Regions from separate parts of the Sus scrofa genome. Here region 2 is linked to region 1. A link is a contact called in public Hi-C data. All regions are on one chromosome and are shown on one strand. The core of a region is the stretch at or near the end of the contact, and the rest is flanking DNA. Distances in the headings are between cores, read along the strand shown.

The links. Hi-C and Micro-C count contacts between places; a contact is called where the count stands out from the background.
Region 2: a contact with region 1 is called in a Hi-C map of retroperitoneal adipose tissue, with 2.6 times the contacts expected there. A contact is called at or near these places in 22 of 47 Hi-C or Micro-C datasets (adipocytes, adipose tissue, alveolar macrophages and 12 more) and 1 of 2 datasets of targeted methods (skeletal muscle).

The regions. Positions count from the first base shown.
Region 1 is chr5:11,602,930-11,606,020 of Sscrofa11.1, forward strand. No RefSeq gene overlaps it. Among named protein-coding and RNA genes, the nearest start is that of RBFOX2, 200 kb to the right of the region's middle.
Region 2 is chr5:11,715,913-11,719,404 of Sscrofa11.1, forward strand. It overlaps a transcript of RBFOX2 not described here. Among named protein-coding and RNA genes, the nearest start is that of RBFOX2, 91 kb to the right of the region's middle.

The sequences.
Region 1 (3,091 bases), core at 537-3,036:
GGCGATCATTTCATCTTTCCAGGTCTCAGTGCCTCTATTGCAGATGGAGCTCAAAACCATCTCTCCTCCATAAAGTTGTTGTAAGCAGTAAGTTAGATAATGTAAGTAAAACGCAACACTGGCCACACAATACTCTCTTACCACAACGTAGTTGCTACGCTTAGTTATACTCTCAGGTTGGGTTAGGAATAGTATTATAGAAAACGATTGTCTCCCTGTTCCTTTCTGGCACCCTGAAGTAGCTACAGGGTGTTTCAATGGTGTAACAGGTGTGGATCTACTTGGCCCATACACTTGGGAGTGCAAAAATGTCTCTTCCTTCCTTTTTCAATATCTGAGCTAAATTTCTTATCTCATTCCATTGGGGATTTTCCAGCTGTCCCCAGGATGGCAGCTAGCCATTGGAGGGGACGCCCCCTGAAGCATGTCCTAGGGAGGGGTGTGATCACCCATCCTCACAGGCCTCTACGTGGTCTTTGTTCACTGCATCATTCGGGATTCAACAGGGGAAACATGACCAGTAGGATATTGAGAGATGTATTGCAAGGAATTGATTTATGCAGTTGTGGGAGCTGGTAGGCATGCCCAGAATCTCTAGGGCAGGTTGTCAGGAAGGCAGGGACTCTCAAACATGAGCTGCAACTGCGGTCCATGGGTGGAATTTCTTCTTCAACGAAGCTTCAGTTCTGCTCTCAAAGCCTTCCCAGGAGTTCCCATTGTGGCTCAGCGGGTTAAGAACCTGACTAGTACCCATGAGGATTCGGGTTCCGTCCCTGGCCTCCCTCAGTGGGTTAAGGATCCTGTGTTGCTGCAAGCTGTGGCACAGGTCACAAACACGAGTGGATGTGGCAGTTGCTGTGGCTGTGGCCTAGGCCTCAGATGCAGCGCTGATTCCAACCCTAGCCTGGGAGCTTCCATATGCCACAGATATGGCCCTTCAAAGGAAAAGACGAAAAGTAAACTGATTGTAGATTAATCATTATCTATGAAATACTTCACACCAACACCTAGTGTTTGATCAACTGAGCCCATAGCCTCCCCTGAGACATAAATCGGACCACAACGGTCATCATTTCAACCTGTGTTCCTCCCGGCCAGCCTCCGGGGGGTGGGGGCCTCAGGCCAGAGGGCCTCCTCACAACCAGCTCCCGGTGAGGAAGAGCGGGCCTGCAGGGCCACCTCGCCTGGACTTGAACCCTGCTCTGCCCTCAGTAGCTGTGGGACATCGGGCAATCACTTAACCTCCCCAAGCCTGACTGTGAAATGGGGCTGATAGCAGTATCTGCCTCATACCGTTGCTGTGCGGATCAAAGGCGCAGGCATATGTGAAAAGTGCTTATAACAGTGGCCCACAGGGAACGGTCAGTAAATAGTCTCTCCTCCTGCTCCCTCCCCGTGCTGGATGCTGGAACTCTGGGGTCTCAGATCTCCAGCTTTCAGAGGGAGCTGTAGATTTCCCTGCCCTGAGCGCCTGGAGAAGGAGACAGTGAAGCACATGGGCCGCTCACCCTCAAACCCTTCCTGGCAGCATCCCCCCCCCCCCCCCGCCCGCGCCGCGCCCCATCCCACCTCGGAAGAAATAGGGGAAACGGATAGGAAACAACCTTTCGGATCCCTGGCCGCTTTACTATGGTTCAGAGGGTAACACAAAGGGAAGCCGTTTCCTCTCCCTCTCATTCAAAAGGTACCGTTTGGACGGGCTTTCCGGGGCTCCCGCGCCTCCTAAGCAGAGCGGAGCCCCAGCACCTCTTTACGCAGCGGGAGGGAGCCGGCAGCCGACGGCCTCTAGGGGGCGCTCCGCCCGCAGGCAGCGCGCGGGCCGCGACTCCAGCATGTGTCCGCACCCCTGCGCGTTCTTGGAAAATGCAAGGAAAACGCGGCGCTCCCAGTAATGAAATGGGTAGGGACCTCCAGAGCTTGCGATTCGGGGTAATACTGCGGTCGCGGTTTCATTTGCATGGACAGCCGAGGGGACGCCGGTCACGTGACCGTCTCGTTTCCTAGCCCGGCTGGGAGTTCTTTGGAGCCAGGCTTGTTCGACCTCTGCCCGCCTCACTTTAGTCCCAGAATAAAAAGGTCTTTAGATTGATCGTGCCTCTCTCCCTTTTTCCTGATGTAGCTTCTTTTGGCCTCTGCAGACCACTCTGTGATGTCTGACTGGAAGGCAGCCCTTGTGAGTCCCCAGGGTCTGATGTTTTCAAGGACTCTGTGGTTAAATCACCCGGGGATCACCAGGCCTTGCCTCTCCGTTAATGAGGCTTAATTTGAGCCGCAGTGACTGACACTGGCCAGGGCAGACTGGAGGGATAGCAGAAGATCGGGATAAAAAAACCAACACCTCTTAGGATTTTGTTAAAAATATTTTCCCCTTTACCAACTCCCCAGCCAGGGCTTTTGGACCAAACTGGTGTCCTCAGATTCCAGCTCTGCCTGGAAGGTCAACAGACAGCCCCTGGTCCCCTGACCCTATGGGCCTTTCAGTGAGTTCATCAGAAACTGCATGCACCTCGGGCCCCAAAGGCCCCCACCATGCATGAAGACAGGGAGGCTGGGGTCAGGGAAGGAGCCTAAGTTTTAGAAACAAGCAAACCTGAGACCAGGGCACCGATCTTGTTTCTGTTTATACACAGGACCCTGGTTAGTTCTTAAGTTCTGTGAGCCTTGGTTTTCCCAACTGTAAAATAAGCAGGTCTGGGGTAGCGGAAATCGGGTCTATTTTGGGGCACATTAAGCTTGATGCCCACTTGACCATCAGCCAAGACTAAAAAGAATACAGATGAAAGTGATGCTTGCTGAGGTAGGAATAATGGTAGGGCAGGGGTGGATAATCAGCACATCCTGACATTTCTACTTCTGGAATATTCCTTCTCCAAATCCTTTCCTCTCCCATCCCGGTTGCTACACTCATTATTCTCTCCTCATCACGTTTCATTCCCTGGCTGGAGTACCTGCCTGCAACCTGGTTCCACTTTCACCTGGCTTCCACATTGCTTCTAGAAGGATCTTTTGAGAACAAAATCTCTTCTCTTGTTCCAATTTGCTGCTGACTGCTCTTTGCTTGCATTAATCAAATGTTTCGTCCTTAGATTCT
Region 2 (3,492 bases), core at 234-2,733, 110 kb after region 1:
TGACAGGTTTATTTTAGTTTATTTTCTTGGGCTTTATTTTGTTTTTCTGTCTAGATCTTTGAATTCGAGACCTTAGAGTAGTGCAAATAGGCAAATATTGAATAGCCGCTTGTTGCGTTTGATGAATACAGAATCCAAATGAGTCCTACTAATTAATGCGTCTAACCTTGCCAACCCTCACTTTGTGCTCTGAGATTTGGGAGGCCTTTATCAGTGTGAAGCGCTGGTCACCGAGCGGCCCCAGCTGGGCAGAAACTGAACTCGTGATCTTCACATCTCCCCAGAGTGGTTCGGCCCAGCAAATCAGGAACCGGGGAGTGGGGCGAAGGCGATTTTCATGGCGTGGCTCTTTATTTGCTTTCCTTATCTTGTGCTGTTCCTTGCTAAATAGATAGGCACCGTCCTCGGACAGGATTTTTATCGGCATCTAATGGAGACTGTGTAAAAGAGATAAAAAGTACAATTTTTTGACTCTTGCAAAGCACTTGCATCAGTATTTTCTCATCTCATCCTCACCACCACCTTTTGAAGTAGAAAAGACAAGTATTTCCTTTGGAAAGATAAGAAAATAGGCACACAGAGATTAAAGTGACTTATCCAAGGTAACAGTATAGGTAGTAGCTGAATAAGCACAGAAACGTGTCCTCTATTTGTTAAGGGCCCTTTCCTCCGTACTGAGGGTTAGTGATCACCAAGGAAAAACGTGGTTCTGTGCAGCACGACTGCTCACTCGCTGGATGTATCATTAGATCCCCTGAAGCCCAACTCTGGGTTTCAGAGTCCACGACCCCTGGTTAAGAACGGTAACAACTAAGTTCCTTGGCACTAAGTGGACCAGCATTGCACTGTTACAGTGACCCTTTTCATCCTGTTACATAAGCCTTTGGTAACGCATTTGATTTAAAACCTGCAAAGGAAAGGAGGGGCAAAAATGGACCTGCTGCCTTGTAGAGGTTTTGCTTTTTAATTCAAGGTCGCCCCAGCCTACTTTCCCAGTCAGTTAGCTGGCTTTATGGGCTGGCCGTCCGTCGCTTTTATTAAGCACTCCAGCACTTCACTGTGCTTGCTAATGTGGTCGTGGAAGTGGAGGAGACAAACATTGTTCCAGATGAACAGAAATGAAAACCAGCTCCGAAAAGCTGAATGTTTTATCTCAGGCCGTGCAGGATTTTAGGTTGGTGATACAATGCAGTCAGTGGTTTAGATTCCTAGCTGTCTGTTTCTTTGTGATTTATGTCTAGGAGCACATTCTTATGATAGAGTTCTCAAGTGTTGATTAAGGCTGGCATATTTTGTGGGTTTGTAATATGTCCTAAATGAGAGATTATGTGTGCACTAGCTCCAGAGTTTTTATTCAGGAAGGACTTGGAAGCAGCAGTCTGATCAGAAGGGGCCTTAGTTCTGCATGGCAAGCTTAATTACTGTTTTTGCTAGTATTATTTATTTATTTGGGATGGATTTCAGGGGGCTCCTGAAAAGTACCGGGGGAGTCCTAAAGCTAGCCCCTTGTCTGTCACCTCTTGGTGCCACAACTTTATGTTCACTGTAATTAGAGTGACTATATAGTTTATCATTCAAATTGGGGCACGTTGGAGAGTGAAGAGCAATGCTAATGTTGAAACAGTCCCAGGCAGACCTTGCTGAATGGGCTGTATCGTCATCCTACCATGAATATCCCCTTAAGGGTGTGATCAGGTTTGGGGTATGGCCCTGTGCAGTGCTGTCACCGGGCCTGTGGGGGTGGAGAGTGGAGTGTTGCCATCCATGGTTGCCACGAGGGCACCGACTCGTAGTTGGGTTCAGATGTTGAGTCTGCTATGGAACTGGGAATGTTAGTAAATTATGAAAACTTATGTTTGTGGAGAACTTTGCAGTTTATAGTGTATGCTCTCATGTATATTTAGGGTTTTCATCTTCACAACAGCTATGATCCCTATTTTGTAGCTAAGAAAAACCAAAGCAGAGATTCTCAAATGAATTTCCCCATGTCACATAGTTGATGGCAGAGTTAAACTTGAACCCTGGGTTTCAGCCTCCCAGTCCTGTATTTCTCTTTCTCATTCTGTCAGTGTTTTCTCCGCCCTGGATGGGGATGTCCTCTTTCCTGTGTGGCAAGATAAGATATTACGGCATCTTTGGAGAATGTAACAGCGTAAGAAGTCTTCATATGACCTGGAGGTCCCTTGACTCACAATTTTTATCAAGTTTTTTTTCCTATTTTGTTTGTTAAAATAGCTTATGGACTATAGTTTATCTTTTGTATTTTATTAATTTATGTTTGCGTGCCAGCAGCACCTTGGACTATGGTTGTGATTATGATTTGTTGTTTAGATTAGAGAGCATTGCCTTCCTGGGATTGTCAAGAACATGCCCATGAGGAATGAAATAAACCTTCCTATTACCATTTTGTATTTTAATATAAAGAAAAAAAATACCACAGTATCAAACTTCACCTGATTTCTAAAATGCTGGTCAGTGGCTCCTTAAAAAGTTTTTCTGTTGAAAAGCTATGACATGGATGTGTTCACATTATCCCCACAAAATGGGAATATCAAAGATGTTTAAGTTGACAGATAGGACAGACGACTAGAGATTTAGATTTGAGTGGCAACCTTAATTTTAATTTAGAGGATAGAGTTTAGATGACCTAAGAGTTTTTTTTTTTTTCCCCAAAAGTATTTTCTTTCTTCTTGAGAATTCTTAATTTCTTTTTTTCTAACTAGTTATCTTTTTTTTTTTTAATCCCTAGAATGGATTTTATTTTTGTCCACGTTCTTGCACTTTCAGGGCCTTTATTTACTTTGTCCCCCCCCCCACATTTATTTATTTATTTATTTTATTACTCAATGAATTTATTACATTTATAGTTGTACAATGATTGTCACAATTCAGTTTTATAGGATTTCCATCCCACAACCCCAGAGCATCCCTCCACCCCCCGAACTGTCTCCTTTGGAAACCATACGTTTTTCAAAGTCTGTGAGTCAGTATCTGTTCTGCAAAGAAGTTCATTGTGTCCTTTTTTCAGATTCCACATGTCACTGATAGCATTTGATGTTGGTGTCTCATTGTCTGACTGACTTCACTTTAGCATGATAATTTCTAGGTCCGTCCATGTTGCTGCAAATGCCATTATTTCTTTCCTTTTTAATGGCTGAGTCATATTCCATTGTGTATGTGTACCACATCTTCTTGATCTATTCCTCTGTCGATGTGCATTTAGGTTGCTTCCACGTCTTGGCCATTGTATAGAGTGCTGCAATGACCATTGGAGTACATGTGTCTTTCCGAGTCGTGGTTTTCTCTGGATAGATGCCCAGGAGTGGGACTGCTGGATCAAATGGGAGTTCTGTTTTTAGTTTTCTGAGGCATCTCCATCCTGTTTTCCACAGTGGTTGCACCAATTTACAATCCCATCAACAGTGTAATAGGGTTCCTTTTTCTCCACACCCTCTCCAGCACTTACTGTCCATAGACGTTTGGATGATGGCC